3 separate regions of the Mus musculus genome follow, and all the other regions are linked to region 1. Evidence: chromatin contacts called from public ChIA-PET and Hi-C data. All regions are on one chromosome and are shown on one strand. The core of a region is the stretch at or near the end of the contact, and the rest is flanking DNA. Distances in the headings are between cores, read along the strand shown.

The links. A called contact is a pair of places that touch in the nucleus more often than the background predicts. ChIA-PET counts read pairs in DNA pulled down with a chosen protein or histone mark.
Region 2: an RNA polymerase II ChIA-PET map of effector CD8 T cells shows a contact between it and region 1, with 105 read pairs. The contact joins the promoter of Rgs1 here to the enhancer-like site in region 1. A contact is called at or near these places in 1 of 39 promoter capture datasets (macrophages), 2 of 15 datasets of contacts at CTCF or cohesin (CD8 T cells and pro-B cells), 6 of 484 Hi-C or Micro-C datasets (CD4 T cells, the G1E-ER4 cell line, LSK cells and 3 more), 11 of 115 datasets of contacts at active chromatin or transcription factors (the 230-238 cell line, CD8 T cells, the HPC-7 cell line and 5 more) and 3 of 9 other capture datasets (adipose tissue, liver and macrophages).
Region 3: a Hi-C map of the HPC-7 cell line shows a contact between it and region 1, with 3 times the contacts expected there. The contact joins two enhancer-like sites. A contact is called at or near these places in 1 of 15 datasets of contacts at CTCF or cohesin (CD8 T cells), 2 of 484 Hi-C or Micro-C datasets (the HPC-7 cell line and bone marrow-derived macrophages) and 5 of 115 datasets of contacts at active chromatin or transcription factors (CD8 T cells, the HPC-7 cell line, Th17 cells and 2 more).

What each region holds. Positions count from the first base shown.
Region 1 is chr1:144,328,886-144,332,075 of GRCm38.p6, reverse strand. No RefSeq gene overlaps it. Among named protein-coding and RNA genes, the nearest start is that of Rgs1, 81 kb to the right of the region's middle. Within about 2 kb of position 1,530, at least 110 of the 459 cell types and tissues checked have an H3K27ac peak or open chromatin away from gene starts, as enhancers often do. A contact at or near this core is called in the 230-238 cell line, CD8 T cells, the HPC-7 cell line and 7 more, where this site is marked.
Region 2 is chr1:144,247,415-144,250,807 of GRCm38.p6, reverse strand. It overlaps Rgs1 (regulator of G-protein signaling 1), which reads left to right and starts at 1,704. Exons shown (of 5, transcript NM_015811.2): 1 at 1,704-1,907; 2 at 2,249-2,329; 3 at 2,841-2,902. The coding sequence starts at 1,771.
Region 3 is chr1:144,205,364-144,208,606 of GRCm38.p6, reverse strand. No RefSeq gene overlaps it. Among named protein-coding and RNA genes, the nearest start is that of Gm35415, 9.6 kb to the right of the region's middle. Within about 2 kb of position 1,771, at least 14 of the 459 cell types and tissues checked have an H3K27ac peak or open chromatin away from gene starts, as enhancers often do. A contact at or near this core is called in CD8 T cells, the HPC-7 cell line, Th17 cells and 1 more, where this site is marked.

The DNA.
Region 1 (3,190 bases), core at 281-2,780:
GGGGTTGCCATCCCACAGTCAAAACTCTGACCCATATTTGTTCCTGTCTGAAAGAACTGTGGGGATAAAAACAGATAGGAGCCTGAGGGGAAGAAAGTCTAGCGACAGGTCCAAAGTTGGATCCAGCTCAAGGGGAGGTCCCAAGACCTGACACTATTACTGAGGCTATGGAGCCTCACAAAAAGGGACCTAGCATGACCACACTCAGGAAGACCCAACAAGCAGCTGAAAGAGTCAGATGCAGATATTTGTACCCAACCAATGGACAGAAGCTGACCACTGTGGTTGAAATAGGGAAGCTGAAAAGGGGGGCGATCCTGTAGGAGGACCAGCAGTCTCAATTAACCTGGACCCCCAAGATCTCTCAAGCATTAGACCACCAACCAGGCAACATACAACAACTAATATGAGGCCCCTAACACATACACAGCAGAGGACTGCTGGGTCTGGGTTCAGTCAGAGAAGATGCACCTAACCCTCAAGAGACTGGGGGACCCAGGAAGTTTAGAGGTCTGGGTGGGTGGAAGGTGGGTAGTGGAGACATCCTCGTGGAGACAGGGGGATGAAGAGGAGATATGAAATATGGAAGAGTCAGAGGGTGGACGGGGTGAGGAGAATAAACTGTGGAGTGTAAATAAATAAATAAATAAATAAATAAATAAATAAAACGCAGTAACAGTTCGTTCTATCTATGGCAACATATACTCCATATTGTAAGAGCATCTTTGTAAGACCTGAACTCAGTAAAGAAAACAGGAATATATGAAATTCTTTTTTCTATCTTTGTCTTACTTGCTTTTATTTTCAGTTAGGCTATAAAGAAAATATAAAGGGAACTCTACCACCATGTATCCCTGCTTAGTTTCTGAAATGCAGGGCTTATATACAGTTACTTTGCAAATATTTATCAATTGATTTTTGGTTAGAGGACTGCTGTTAATTTCTCCTTCCCAGATATATTCCCTCCATTTCTTTACCCTTTTCTTTTCTTTTTTTCTTTAATTTTTACCATATTATTTTTTCTTAGATATTTTCTTTATTTACATTCAAATACTATCCCCAAAGCTCCCTATACCCTCCCCCACCCCCTGCCCTGCTCCCCTACCTACCCACTCCCGCTTCCTGGCCCTGGCGTTCCCCTGTACTGGGGCAGATAATTCTTTACCCTTTCCTTAAACACTGCCTAAGTGAACATTTCCTCAGTGCCTGCAAGCTCCCAGGCCCTGAGCTTAAGGGGATGAAGAGACTCTGCTGCGTTTGAAGAACTCAAAGTGTGCAGAAAGGCAAAGGCATATCATGAAAGAACTCTTTTTGGTGGTATGTAAACATTACATTGGAAGTGTTTACCTTTAAAGTGGCATTGGCATTTCTCCCAAACTACCACATCTCACATGGCCACAAAAGGACTCAGAAGCTTTTGAAAGAAAACAACTGTCAGTAATGATGAATGCGGAGATGGCTAGACATAGTGTATGAGAACGGATATGGGTGGTTTTGTAAGCACCATGTGGTTATGTGGGACACGCATGTTGAATACAGGCAGAGACACTTTACCTAAAACTTCCCCTTGCAACTTGCGGATGTACATGAGCCAGTGTGGAAGTCTCTGCTTCCGGAATAAGAGAGCTGACTAACCAGCAAAGCTACATGTTGCTCATTTCAGCAGTAGTTTACTTTACTTGAGGCAATATATAAAACTTTTGCAAAATTACAGCAAAGGAACTTGGGTCAACCACATTAACGAGGTCATTTCTGTAGGCTGTGTCAGGGCTTCTGTCTGTATATTTTTAAAATAAACAAATTCAAAAGATGCCAGCTTACATGGATGGAATCTCTCAGTATGTGAGATGAAAATCATTCAATTGAGAGAAAATGATTCAGCAGCTTTTGTTTAAGTGAACTCTCAAAATGATTCTCAATGGAATTATATGCCCTATACCTATTGCTTGCATGACAATGTTTTAGATATTTTGATGAAAAGATAGAGAAAATGTGCTCTTAAAACCTTAGTGAATTTTCAAGCTCTTAGCAAAGTAATCTATAGGCCTATTAAAAAAAACAAAACAAAACAAAAACAAACAAACAAACAAGCAAACAAAAAACTGGCAAGAAGGCAGTCAGTGATAGAGCCCGCAGTGACCAGGGCTGATAACCAGAGATCTCTGTATAGTTGGGTAGCAGTAACCATGAATTTGATCAATTCAGAAAGAAACTGCTTTTGATTGCCAGAGAAAGAGAGAACCAACAGATGAAGGGTGTGTAAGAAAAGACAGAGGAGGAGAGAAGCAGTGGAGAGAAAGCTTTAGGGACTTTAGGAAAGACATGAGACTCACTTCAGTGTAGAAAGGTGCCCTGGAGAGAAGAGAGAGCTTCAGGTTATAGTTCAGGTTGAATCAAAGTACAATGTGGGCACACACCTAAGGGCTCATGGCACCTTCAAAGGATCAAAGTGCCCGCTGACTAGATACCACCAGAAGCTCGAAGGATGCCAGCGTCCCAGGAACAGACCGGGAGTCAAAATCAGGACACAAAGCTTGGTAATGATGAATGAGCTCCACTAAGCTAAGATCAGCAGTTCTTCAAATACTTTTGTCAAATAGATTGCTTGATACTTATTTATTATGATTATGATGATGATGATGATGATTTGAAGACATTCTGCATAAATTTCATTTCACTTTACACTAAAACAAAGTTATTATGATCACAGACTATGTTCATTCTTTCAGAACTTTGTTTAGAGGTGAGAAATCTCCTCACTTTTCAGAATCCGTGTTTTCCTTTGTGATTTCTTGAAGCCAGATATAGACAAGGAATCCCCATAAACAATGCTGTCTCCAGTGTTGTCATTGTTTAAATATATATATGTATATATAAACAAATCATACATATATAAAACTGATTTGTTTCATATGTGTGATGCTTGCATGGACAGATCAGAGGACATGTTTCTCAGGAATCAAACTCAAATCATCTGGCTTTTCAGCAGGCACCTTAAACACTGTACCAGCTTATAGGACTTCAGTACACTCACTATTTGAGAGTGGTTCACAACTGATGGGCTGCAGAGTTGGGGCATGGTCTTCGCACATTGTACAACTTTCATACATTGTAACAAAAACAAAAGCAACTAAGGTGGATCAGGATGTATTTAATAAATTTTGTTTTTTGTGTGTTATTTCTATAGGCC
Region 2 (3,393 bases), core at 455-2,954, 81 kb after region 1:
TTCTCAAGCATTTAACTTACACACATTATCCACAGGAGTGGAAGTTTATCAATAAACAAACATGAGAAACGGTGAAAGATTTTAACAGGAAAGTAAGTCTGAGCTGGACCACAGGAAGTAAACAAACACACATCTTTACGTCAACTGTCACAGCCCATCGGTTTTGTTTGGGTCACTTTCAAAGTGGCCAGCTCATCTCACTACTTCTCTTTCTTAAATGAATCATGTTATCTGGTAAACATCAGATGATAGCAATGTATGAAATAGCCATTCGTAACCATAGTGAATGTTGTAATACTATAAATGTTTACTACAGACTTTGTGTATCATACTGATTTTTTAAAAAGGACAAAGAAAAATTAATATGCCTCTCTTTTTTTTAAGTCAAATTTACCTAATTCCACCAAAAGTTTCTATGATAAAGGCTACCCTCTATTGAGAGGCAAAATTCAATCTGCCCAAAGTAAAGTTGGCCATCCTATAAAGTGCCATAGTATGCATCTTGTATAAACTCTGTAAGATGTTATATTGCATTAATATCTCTGCTCTGATACATGATTTTTATCAATGAGTAATGATTTTTGTAATGTAATCATCTCAATTAAAGCTAGATTTTTCCTCTCTGGAGATATTTCAAAAAATTCAATTATTATATCCTAACTAGTACAAATGATTGACTTATTCAAACAAATTCTGAGTTTACTTTGAATTTTCCCTCAGATACTTTATTTTTAAAGATTGGTATCTTTATCATTATGTAAGGTCTGTATGTTAGGTACACTTTTATTCATAGGTTTTCTTTAATTTTACCATGCCATCTTAATTATTGAACACAATTACAGTGACACATCACTTATAGTCTAATTATAGAAGTAGCATTAAAAAACAGAATGCTCCTTAAGGTCATCTTATGTGTCACTGGTAGAATATTTTGTACACACCTTGGAAAATTCTAACAAGAATGTTCCTTGTGATGGAAATGATGGGCAAGATTCCAGACACCACAGTGGTGTAGACAGCCTCCCATAGGTCTCCATCTTACCAGATAGATACAGAGTAGTCAGTATAAAAAAAACATTAATCTTATACTGCTTCATATGGGTGGCAGTGGTGAAGAACTCTTAAAATATTGTGAAGAAGCCAGAAGAAACTAAAGGGGGGGGGCTGTAATCAGAGTATACTATATGACAAGGAAATCTACTTTTAATTTTTAAGAAAGGAGAAAAAACATTGTGATCAGATGATTTTATACTCCAGAACTACCCCAAGCATCAAGGTGAAGGGAGGGATAGGACTCTACTGTTGAATTTCTGCGTGATACAGAAAATATAGCAAATGTAACATTGACCAGAACATATAGTTTTCAAGGGAAAAAAAAAAGAAAGTTTTAACTCAAACTAAAGGCTGATACTTCCTTTCCTCCAGAGATGTGTATGGCCCCCTTCTATATATCTGTGTGTGTCTGTGTGTGTGTGTGTGTGTGTGTGTGTGTGTGTGTGTGTGTTTGTGCATGTGTGTGCATAATTTTGTTCCTGCCTTCCTAATCAAATGACCTGCTCTCATTCAGTTGAGTTTCAACCACAAGACATCCCTGTACACTTTTTTTTCTTCAAGATACACGTCACGACACACCAAGAAAGGAGGAACTTCCGTGCCTGTGGTAACATCACTTGATAAACAGACTCCCTGAACAGCAAGTGCCCTGTCTGCCTTACGCTATATAAAGCAGCAGTCGTAGACTAACAGACACTCACTCGTTTTGAGAAGACCATGAGAGCGGCAGCCATCTCCATGCCAAGGTTGAACAAAATGCCAGGAATGTTCTTTTCTGCTAGCCCAAAGGATTCGAAAGAACACAGCCATTCTCTTCTAGACGACAAAAAGCAGAAAAAAAGGCCAAAGACTTTGTAAGTTCCTTCAGTGTGTCTCTTTGATTATCTTTTATGGCCAAAGGAGTAGGAATAAGTGGACGTGAGTGCTGGCATTTGGTTTATGGAGAGCGGAGCAATTACCTCCTGTGACTTATAAGTGAGAGTCAGTTTTATTGGAAAATAAATCATGTTACCAGAAAGTCTGGGGAAATCTTTCTAGACGTTGTTCATAAAAATGAGTTCTATTTTAACATACTAAAATATTGTGTTAGCTAGTCTTATTATTACCTTCCTCCTCAGATATGTTTGCTTCATGTTCTTTTCATAGATAAGGGGAACTCTTGTAGAGAATTATGAATTTTTGGTGTCTTTTGTAGTGGAATGGACGTGAAAACATACCTGAGATCGATGATCCCACATCTGGAATCTGGGATGAAATCGGCCAAGTCCAAAGACATGTATGTACTGAATATATTGAAATATTCTAAGTGTCTAAGCATCCTAGAAGCTAACTGTTGTCTTCAAATGATACTGATACTTCATGTGTCTAGGCATGCCAGCTTACTCTTGTAATTCCAGTACTTGGAGGTTGAGACAGGGGGATGGGCAGGGGACTTGAGTGAAGCCTTGGACTTTAAAAAGGCATATAAAAATACTGCATGCAATGGAGTTAATTTCTTTTAGGTAACAAGCCAAACAAGATTAGCCCATATTAGAGCCAATGAACATTAATTATTAATATGTCCACATCAGTTTTCTATTTGTGTTTTTCTAATTTATCCACTTAGATTTTAACTGTCTTGACAGATTTTTTTCATAACTATGGTGATTAAAAGGAACTTTATTCATAAAAGTAATAATAGAAGTCATAACAAAAAATTTTAGTTATCAATATGTAGTAGCCATTATTAAATCAAGTGGGATTTCCAAAACTAGTTTATTAATTTAGATTATTTTTGTTAACTGTAGACTTTCTGCTGAAGAAGTAATGCAGTGGTCTCAGTCTCTGGAAAAACTCCTTGCCAACCAGAGTAAGTATTCCTATCTATCCATTGTTTTGGGGTCAGCTTGATAATTTAATAAGTTGGATGGATGATTAATGTATGTTATCAAAGGAAGAAAAGCAAGTATGCAAAAATGAAGTATTTTAGTTCTTGAATCATTCATAATTTCCTCACAATATGACTCAGTAATATAGCACTAGATTTTTATCACTGTCCTTTAGACAAATCTGCCAAAACAGTTACATGTGTTCTTGCATTCAAGAACAAAACTGAAATTAGGCTGTGTTGCTGGAGAGCTGGCTGGTTGGCTGATTGCTTGTTGCTCTTAAAGATGACTGTTTCCCTGCACTCAAGGGACTGGTCTCACAGCAATCTACCTGTAACTCCTGTGCCCTCCTCTGGCCTCTGTGGGCACCTGTCCACAGGCGCTTCTGCATGGAGAGGGGCAAGGAGAAGAAGACACACATATACACATCAAATAATAATAAGCATTCAAAAATTAAAATAAAGGTGAATAA
Region 3 (3,243 bases), core at 522-3,021, 120 kb after region 1:
TAAGAAGGAAGACCAAAATGTGGGTGCTTTGGTCCTTCTTAGAAGGAGAACAAAATACTCACAGGAGCAAATATGGAGATAAAGTGTTAAGCAGAGACTGAAGGAAAGGCCACCCAGAGACTGTCCCACCTGGGAATTCATCTCATATACAGTTACCAAACCCAGACACTATTGTGGATGCCAAGAAGTGCTTACTGAAAGGAGCCTGATATGGCTGTCTCCTGAGAGGTCCTGCCAGAGCCTTATGAATACAGAGGCCAACCATTGGACTGACCACAGGGTCCCCAATAGAGGAGTTAGAAAAAGGACTGAAAGAGTTGAAGGGGTTTACAACTCCATAGGAAGAACAACAATATCCACCAACCAGACCCTCCAGAACTCTCAGGGACGAAGCCATCACAAAGGAGTACACATAGCTCCAGCTGCATATGTAGCAGAGGATGGCCTTGTCATGCATCAGTGGAAGGAGAGGTCCTTGGTCCTACGAAGGCTCAATAGATGCCCCAGTGTAGGGGAATCGAGGGTGGGGAGGTGGCAGTGGGTGCGTGGGTGGAGGAACACCCTCATAGAACGGAAATACTTTTGAAATGTAAATAAAGAAAATACCCAATTTTAAAAAACAAAGAGTGATATATTTTGGGCTGTGAGCCTAGCTTTTAATGGCTAGGACTGAAGGAACTGAAGGGGCTTGCAATCCCATAGGAAGAACAACAATACTAACCAACAAGAACCACCCAAGAGCTCCCAGAGACTAAACAACCAACCAAAGAGTATTCATGGAGTGGCCCATGGTTCCAGCCGCATATGTAGCAGAAGATGACCTTGTTAGGTATAAATGGAAGGAGAGGTCCTTGGTCCTGTGAAGGCTGGATGTTCCAGCGAAGGGGAATGCCAGGGTAGGAAGGCAGGAGTGGGTTGGTGGATGAGTGAGGGAACACCCTCATAGAAGCAGTGGGAGGGGGATGAGATGGGGGGGGGGGGGGCTTCTGTAGGAGATAATATTTGAAATGGAAAGAAAGAAAGAGAGAGAGAGAGGGAGGGAGGGAGGGAGGGAGGGAGGGAGGAAGGAAGGAAGGAAGGAAGGAAGGAAGGAAGGAAGGAAGGAAGGAAGGAAGAAAGAAAGAAAGAAAGAAAGAAAGAAAGAAAGAAAGAAAGAAAGAAAGAAAGAAAGAAAGAAAGAAAGAAAGGATATTACCCAACTGTCTCCAAAAGGCCACCACTGTCATTTATTGCTAATCAGGTATGTTAAATTAAAAAAGAAGAAGGGTAAAGGATATGAGGAGGTCATCTTTTCTCCATTAAGAGTACTCTGAAGGACCCTGCTGTGAGAGTCAAGAAGCATAAAGAATCTGAGTAGCTACCCCTTGTGAACAGACAGTGTAACTCTTATGATAATTAACAGTTTGCCACAAGGGATCATTTCAGAAATAGTTCAGAAATGGAAACTTTTAAAACTTGGTTCTAAGTCACATTAGCCATATAACTTAGGACTTGTTATAGGTTCTGGGCAAAGCAGTTTATTTAATAGGGCACAAGTGGCTTTATTTACTTATGCATACTTTTTTCTACTATTGTTAACAAATGAGAATATTTTAGACATGGATAGGAAAAAATATACAATGATATTTTTAAAATCTGTTATTTTTACTAGAAACTAGAAGTATTTGAAGGCAGACTTTTTGTGAAATGCTTGTAGGTTATTGTATGATATTGACAGCAACCACTGGAGGGCATTGTTATAACCCAAAATGAGACAAAGAGGGACATTGGGAAACTCTGTTCCTATATACAGGAAATAAAATGAAGACTTTGAGAGATGGGGATGGAGGTGGGAGCTTCTATGATTCACCCACCATATGCTAAATAAGCCAGGACTAGAATACAGATTATTTTGGGGGACAGGGGTGTCTTTACTTCTTTTAATGTTGTTTGACTTTTTCTATAGCTTAATTACTCAAAACTGTCTTTCTTTTCACATAACCTACAAGAGGTTTTTCCGTTGAATGTATTCAGTGGCCAGACAGCCTCCCGAGCCATCAGTAGATGAGAGACATGAGGTCACATGTAACTACCCCACTACCCCAAATGACCACAATCGCCATCACTCTCATCTCCACAGGATGTAACCATAGGCTGCATGACTCCTTCCCTGCCTCTGTAGTTATTCAAAAGGTAAGAAAGCGCTAGCCATTGAGAAACGTCTGGAAAGAGTAAAGGACAGGGGATGAGGCATCATTTCCCCTTGAGTTCATTATAAACCAAAGGAAGGCGATGATCTTTCAGGGGTGTTAACCACCCCTCTTTCCCTCTCAGATTCCGTTTTTACTGCCACCCACAGAATACATTTTATAAATAAGACCATTTAGTCACTGGCTAAAAGGAAGTACCTAAGGCTATTGGTTGCTTAATTATTTTGTGTGTTAAAAAGAAATTAATTGAAAGCCTTATGTAATCCCAATAGATCATAAATTGACAATAAAGAATATTAATGGCATGCATAAACTTACAAACCTGTAAGAAAACACTTTAAGAGATTCTGATTCTCTGCCTGTGAGCGTTTATAGCCACCAGAACATATATTAAAGACAAAGTATGTTTTCCTCAGACTAGGGATGAGAAAGTCCACTCAAATACACACAATAATAATGGTTGTAAATGATGTGCCCACCCCCACAACTTCTACTAGTTCTTGCTCTGTTACATGAATCCTTCCCAGAGCATATTAGCCCCCTTCTGGCATTCATTTAAATGTCACAGCCTCACCTGGTCAGGATGGGAACTGTGCTTTGTTCTCCTTCTCCCCCTTTAACCAGCACCTACAATTCTACACTGGCACTGGTTGCTAAGAACTACTTCTGTTTTTAATGCCCATTGATTCTGGTATACTCCCCCAGAATTTTGCAAAATACCTAAAATTATTCTTCCACATAATACAACAGATGTATGCGAAGGTATTTTATAGATCTGTTCTTTATTGGATTCACAACCCAAAGTCTTGTGCCCCCTCTGGTCCCAAAGCCTGGTCCTCTGGTGTCACTGTCTCTAGAAAGTGTCTCCTTTAGTCAGACCCCAGTAAGAGTGTGACAAGGATCGAGAGCAGAAGAGTCTAGCAAAATGCAATGACTTTCTCGGCACTCAGGCTCACGTCTCTCCTGACCATGTTGTTTGTGTATATTCCTTTCTCGATTAGTCACATAATTTCATCATTATATGATAAAACAACCTTATTCATTTTCATACCAC